Linked DNA regions of Mus musculus: region 2 is linked to region 1. A link is a contact called in public promoter capture Hi-C data. All regions are on one chromosome and are shown on one strand. The core of a region is the stretch at or near the end of the contact, and the rest is flanking DNA. Distances in the headings are between cores, read along the strand shown. Region 1 holds the start of D330023K18Rik (RIKEN cDNA D330023K18 gene). Region 2 holds the start of Fam78a (family with sequence similarity 78, member A).

Region 1 (2,935 bases), core at 208-2,707:
AAGGCCAAGAAAGCTGTTAAGATGTAAGATGGTCTTACTTCAAAAAGCATTTCTCTGGGGAGAGTGCCTACAGCTTTCAGTGGATTTTATAAGGAGCCAAGATTGATCTGTCTTGCTGTAGGTAAGAGTCACTTTACTCAAGATCATTTGTTTGTTTGTTTTTCAAGACAGGGTTTCTCTGTATAGCCCCGACTGTCCTAGAACTCACTTTGTAGACCAGGCTGGCCTCGAACTCAGAAATCCGCCAGCCTCTGCCTCCCAAGTGCTGGGATTAAAGGCATGCGCCACTACCGCCCAGCTTCAAGATCATTTTAACAATCAAAAGCAGACAGCCCAAGTGTGCCTGTATGGATTTGGCCAGGTTTCAAATCTACAGTCTGTCTGGACCCTTTAAACGCTACATTCACAAGCCTTTATCCTTCACACCTAATGGAAAGTGTTTTTACAGACAGCTGTGTCCAGATCCGCAACTTCTTGGTACACTGACTATTAGGAAAATGTACAAGGCTTTGAGTCATAATGATGTCACTTTCTGTTCTCCAGGTATATTAACCGGCTGCCAATCCTGTGTAAGCCTTAGAGAACTTTCTACTGTGAGTTAGCTACCATAGCGGTTCTTGGTGGTCACTTCAGGCCTGTCATAAACATCTTCCTTAGGCAATGGCCATAGAGCGGGAATGAAAAAGGCCCACTACTTAGAAACACTTTGGATGCTGAGTTTAAATCCTCAGGCTTGTTCTTTCTTATTTTTTCTTCTTGAAACCAAGGCATGTATTTCAAGAGAGATTTGAATTCCTCTTGGGGATTCTGGCTTTGGTCAGTCAACCGAGCACCCTAAACCAAGCAAGGAAACAGGCTAAGATTCCGCACAACTTCAAAGCGCCAGATCAAGGAGCACAGAAGGGCGGAGATCGCGGACAAGAGAACTTGGAATTTAAGTTATGAAAGGGTGAATTAGGGAAGGTTGCCACCAACGTGGAATCCAGGGAAGCCAGCAGGAATCGCAGGAGTGGCCTCCCAGGTCTTTGGGTATTTAGGCCGCATCTGGGCCCCTTCCTCAGGACCTCAAACCTGCAGGGACCAGACTACCCGAGGAGGCCGCACGGCGTAGTCCATCCCTACGGGGCGGCGCAAACCCCCTGGCTCAGGGGCCGAACTTAGGAGATCCCGCTGGGCTGAAGTTGGCTCAGCCCGGGACAGCGGTCGCGCTCCCCCCACCCCCCCGTCGCCACTCCCTGATCCTGCCCCCAGCCTGCCAGGCCTTACTTTGAGCGCCAGGTGATGGACGCGGCCCAAGACGGGGTGGACCAGCAGCTCCAGCAACGCCAGCAGTCGTAGCAGCCGCAGGCAGAAGGAGCCGAAGCGGCCGAGGGGTACCGGGACGGCCATGTTTGTTCCAGCATCACCAGCTGCTTCCTCTCCCACCCACTTCCGGGTCAAAGTGCGTCGTCCCGGAGGTGCTCTGGAAGGGGGCGCGGCTGCCGCCTCCGAGGTCCTTGAGATCGTTTTACTGCAAAACGCAACTCTGGTCACGCAGGGACCTGAGCGGACCACCTCGGCACTCTTCAATTGGCCTCCCAGGACGGACTTCCGGCAAAGCCCCTGTGAGGACCCTGAAGCGTTTGCCATGACAACCATGGCGGGGCAAGTTCAAGCCGGGCCTCCTTTCTGCCTTGCCGGGCTTGGGGATTGAGGGGCCTGGACCAAAGTCTGGAACCCGCAATGTCCGCCACTGACCCTGGCGGATGATTGGACTGCCTTCGGTGGTAATAACTTAGAAATTGCTGGCCTGTCTTAGATTCCTTGACTTATTATCATCCTAGGCCCTTTACACAAACTTCAGCTTGAAATAGTTGCAGTAATAGGATTTATTGAGTCCATAGGAAGCCATCCACTAGGCTTTTTTTTTTTAAGTGGCATTTAATCTTTGGGACAATCTAATTATATAAGAGGTAGGTGTCAGGCTGTTCCTCTGTTCTACCTAAACTCTAAGAAATGGTCATTTTGGCCAGTCTGAGCTGGGGATCACATGCAGATTTTTAACTGATACGTCATTTTGTCTTGTGTGATTTCATGCCACCGCTGGAGTCTGAGCCTTAATGTTTTCTATTTTAGTCTCTTTGGAAACTTAGCTTCTAGTCCTTAACACTTAATGGAAGGACTTGGTTGTAGGTCCCTGGTACCAGGGCTTACAGGAAACACTCGTATTAAAATAGCTGATAACCAAGTTGGTTTAGTTCTTAGATTCTTGTTTTTAGCTGGACACACAAGTAACATATGCTTTTGTGTATGTGCATGTAATTATTTAAGCAAAATAGGACACAATAAAAACACAGGGAACTCTACTACCAGGCAGCTACCACTATGTAGGTGTGTGAACACCTATGACAGAATCAGATTCCTATAGCTTTTTAACTGGAACTAGTAACAGGATGTATTTTGAAGGTCTGGTTGGTTGCTTTTCTAAGTTTTTTATGTATGTGTGTGCCATGTATAGGTACCTGAGAGGACCAGAAGATGGTGTCAGATCCTCGGGAGCTGGAATTGCTGGCAGTTGTGTGTTGCCTGACATCATGAGTACTAGAAAGTTAACTCAGGTATCTATCTATAAGAGCAGTAAGTGCTCTTAACCACTGAGCAGTGTCTCTAACCCAACATGATAGATCTGTATATATAAATACATATAGATAGGAAATTAAGTTTGTTTTTATGTTGTTTGTGTGTTTATAAATGCCATGAGGTGTACCCATAGAGACCAGAAGGGGGCATCAGATCCCTGCAACTGAAGTTACCTTGGTTGTCAGCCATCCATTGTGCTTGCTGGGAACCCAAACTCCAGTCTTCTGGAAGAACAGGAACTCTTAGCTGCTGAGCCATCTCTTCAGCCCAATATGATATACTTTAATGCCACAAACTGTGAACTTCAACAAATTCA
Region 2 (2,935 bases), core at 304-2,803, 930 kb before region 1:
TGAGACATACATAAGAACTTTCTGACTCAATGTCTGATGAATGTAAATTTCTTACATACTTGGGACCAACTAGCTGACAACCCTCTCACCATGCTGAAGATACAAACATGATCAATACAGGGTTGGGGTTTGGGGGTTGGGAGACACCAACTTTTCCCACCCTCCAAACCTTCCCAAGTCTTGGAGCTTCCCAAAACTTCCATGCTTTCCACCCAACCACCAACTCCGGCAGCTAGGATCCCCAGGGCAGTGCCCCAAGTCTCCTGAACTGGAAAGCTGCTGGCATCCAGAAGTCAAAGGGCAATAGGAACACCCCCAACCCCAGGACCCGAGAAAGACAGAACTACACTACCCAGAATTCCTAGGGTTAGAAAAAAAGGAAATGTCGTTTATGCAAGAAGAGGCTCAACTCCCCCAGCAGCTGCAGAGAGGTGGGAAAGAAGAGAGAGAGAGAGAGAGAGAGAGAGAGAGGGGGGGGAGAGTGTGCTGAGTGCCAGAGCTAGGGAGGAGAGCCGGGCGGGCTGGAGGAGGAGGCGGTGCCTACCCGCCTGCACGCTACCGCCTGCGGACCTGCATCCCACGGGGCGCACGGGCGAGCGCAGGTCCTGCGTGCGCCGGTGCGCGTTGTCGCGCGGCTGCGGACGAACACAGGGGCCAGACAGGCGCAGGGACCGAGTTTCTGCAAAGTTTGACCTGGTTGCCTTTCCGATGCTGCAGCAGAGCGAGGCGGCGCGGGGCGCGCCAGGCGGCTGCGGCGCGGCGGCGGGGCAGAGCGGTGACAGCACGCTCATAATGATCATAAAATAAGGAGGCGCTCGGGGTGGGGGCGAGAGAGCCCCGAGCCTCAGCCCTCCGCCCCCGGCCATCCCCACAGCAGCCCGGAGCCAGGAGGGGCTTGGGGATCCGAGGCGCCCACGCCATCCCCGGACCCTAGTAGATAAGAGCCAGGGGACACTGCCCAGGGGAGGGGGCGCCCCGAAAACGTGCGGGCAGAGAGGTTAGGGAAGACCGGAGGGCGGTGACCCAGGCACCTGGAGCGGCCCTAGGGGCAGGTGAGTTCGTGACGCCCCCTGGGTGGGAACCTGACTGCCAAAGTTCCTCGGCGGAGGCGCGCGCTCGGGACGCGCTGGGCTCAGCTAAGGCTCAAGCTTGGTTAGGGGAAACCGAGGCACGCGGTGGGGCGGGGGGGGGGGGCAACACGCCTTCTTGGTGTCCAGCCACCTCTGCCGGCAAAGGGCAGAATGCCTTAAAAGACCGGCCTGGGCTTGGCACTGAGGCCCCGGGGATCGAGACACTGGAGCGAGAAGGGGCGTTTCACGCTGGTGGCGTGGTACTGATGCGCAGTACCCGAGCCGGGAGGTCCTAGTGACCCACTGCGGTGGCAGTCTGAACGACCCCTCACCCCTCCCTCGAGCTAAACCGGTGTCAGCGGAGATGTCACGGGAGGCGATTATTCGCTGGTGCGCGCAGTCGTGCGGCCGCCACTGACGGGGCGGGCGGAGGGGGGCGCCACCTCCGGGGAGACCGCCCAGAGCTGCGCCGTCAGCTCCACAGCCCGTGCCCGGCGCACAGGCATCGCCGCGCCCTCGAGTCCCCCGCAGTAAAGTTCGGCTCAACTTTGCCGCCCTGTGCCTTCCACCTCTCTGCAGGTCCTCGGCGGCCGAGGCGAAGCAGGCGGCGGCGGATATCCGAGTGCAGTCCCGGAGCCCTGCGCGGCAGTCAGCGGCTACAGCGACAGTGGCAGAGGAACGCGCGAGTGGGCGCCGGAGGGGACCTGGCGAGCACCTAACCCGGAGCGCACCTCTCGGAAGGGCGGGTGGATACGGGCCTCACAGGACGTCGGACCTCTGCCGCTTGAATCGGAGCTCACGCTGCAATTGATTGGGCCCCGCCGGGCGGGCGCGTGTGTTCCAGGGAGCCGGTGCGGAAGGCAGAAGGGCAGGAAGTCGGCGTTCTGCAGCGAGGGTGGCGCGACCGCGCGGGGACCGAGCCTTCCTTATTTATGTGCCTGGCAGAGCCCGTCTGCTTCCTGCGAAGACTTCAGGGAGAGTGTCCGAGCTGCCATCCCCAAGTGTGAGGACGCAGCGCTGGATGTCAGAAAAACATGCTTCTCCATTAAACTCCAAACTTTTCTTTTTTTAAACCCAAAGAATATCGGTGGCTTTTGCCCACTGCTAGAAGAGGGAGCCCAGGGCTCTTGAGATGCAACAGAACCCATATTTATAACAGGACCCGGCAGTGCTATGCAAACCTCCTCTACTCCTTAAGTTCTCTAGCCTATGGATCTCGATTTTGAGTTTTGAGATTAGATTGAGCGCTCTGCACTGGGTCCTGCAACCTCCATCCTTTCAATGCCCTGTTATTTTTGGGACTGCTGGCCTTCCCTGGAGATTAGAGCGGTCCTGTGTGCCATGGGCTGTATTCAGAGCATCGGAGGCAAAGCCAGAGTCTTCCGGGAAGGGATTACCGTGATTGATGTGAAAGCCTCCATCGACCCCATCCCCACCAGCATCGACGAGTCCTCCAGCGTGGTATTGCGCTATCGGACACCCCACTTCCGGGCCTCAGCCCAAGTGGTCATGCCGCCCATTCCCAAGAAGGAGACCTGGATCGTTGGTTGGATTCAGGCGTGCAGCCATATGGAGTTTTACAACCAGTACGGGGAGCAGGGCATGTGAGTACTCCTGGGGACAGGCTGGGGGCCTTGAAGGCTCGGGGAGGCTGGAGCAGGGCTGCAGGGGTCTTTAGGCAGGGGTGGAACTGTCTCCAAGCCTTCTTGGGTCAGGCAACTCTGGGGAGCCTTTATGTTGATTAGGGTCCTAGCTCAGCTAGACCTGCCCTGCCATTATCCCTGGTGCCCAGGGTTGTTCTGTCCTCCCTGGCAAGATGCTGAGAGAACAAGAACCTGTGCCCCTTTGGTAAAGCAAGTGTCAGG

Evidence for each region. Promoter capture Hi-C pulls out the DNA fragments that hold promoters and counts their contacts.
Region 2: a contact with region 1 is called in a promoter capture Hi-C map of liver, with 3 times the contacts expected there. The contact joins the promoter of Fam78a here to the promoter of D330023K18Rik in region 1. A contact is called at or near these places in 4 of 39 promoter capture datasets (cranial neural crest, hippocampal neurons and liver) and 2 of 115 datasets of contacts at active chromatin or transcription factors (embryonic forebrain and embryonic stem cells).

The regions. Positions count from the first base shown.
Region 1 is chr2:31,150,813-31,153,747 of GRCm38.p6, reverse strand. D330023K18Rik (RIKEN cDNA D330023K18 gene) reads left to right here and starts at 1,457. Exons shown (of 2, transcript NR_040334.1): 1 at 1,457-1,766; 2 at 2,498-2,699. It overlaps Gpr107 (G protein-coupled receptor 107), which reads right to left and starts at 1,432. Exons shown (of 18, transcript NM_178760.4): 1 at 1,267-1,432. The coding sequence starts at 1,389.
Region 2 is chr2:32,082,323-32,085,257 of GRCm38.p6, reverse strand. Fam78a (family with sequence similarity 78, member A) reads left to right here and starts at 1,553. Exons shown (of 2, transcript NM_175511.4): 1 at 1,553-2,674. The coding sequence starts at 2,352.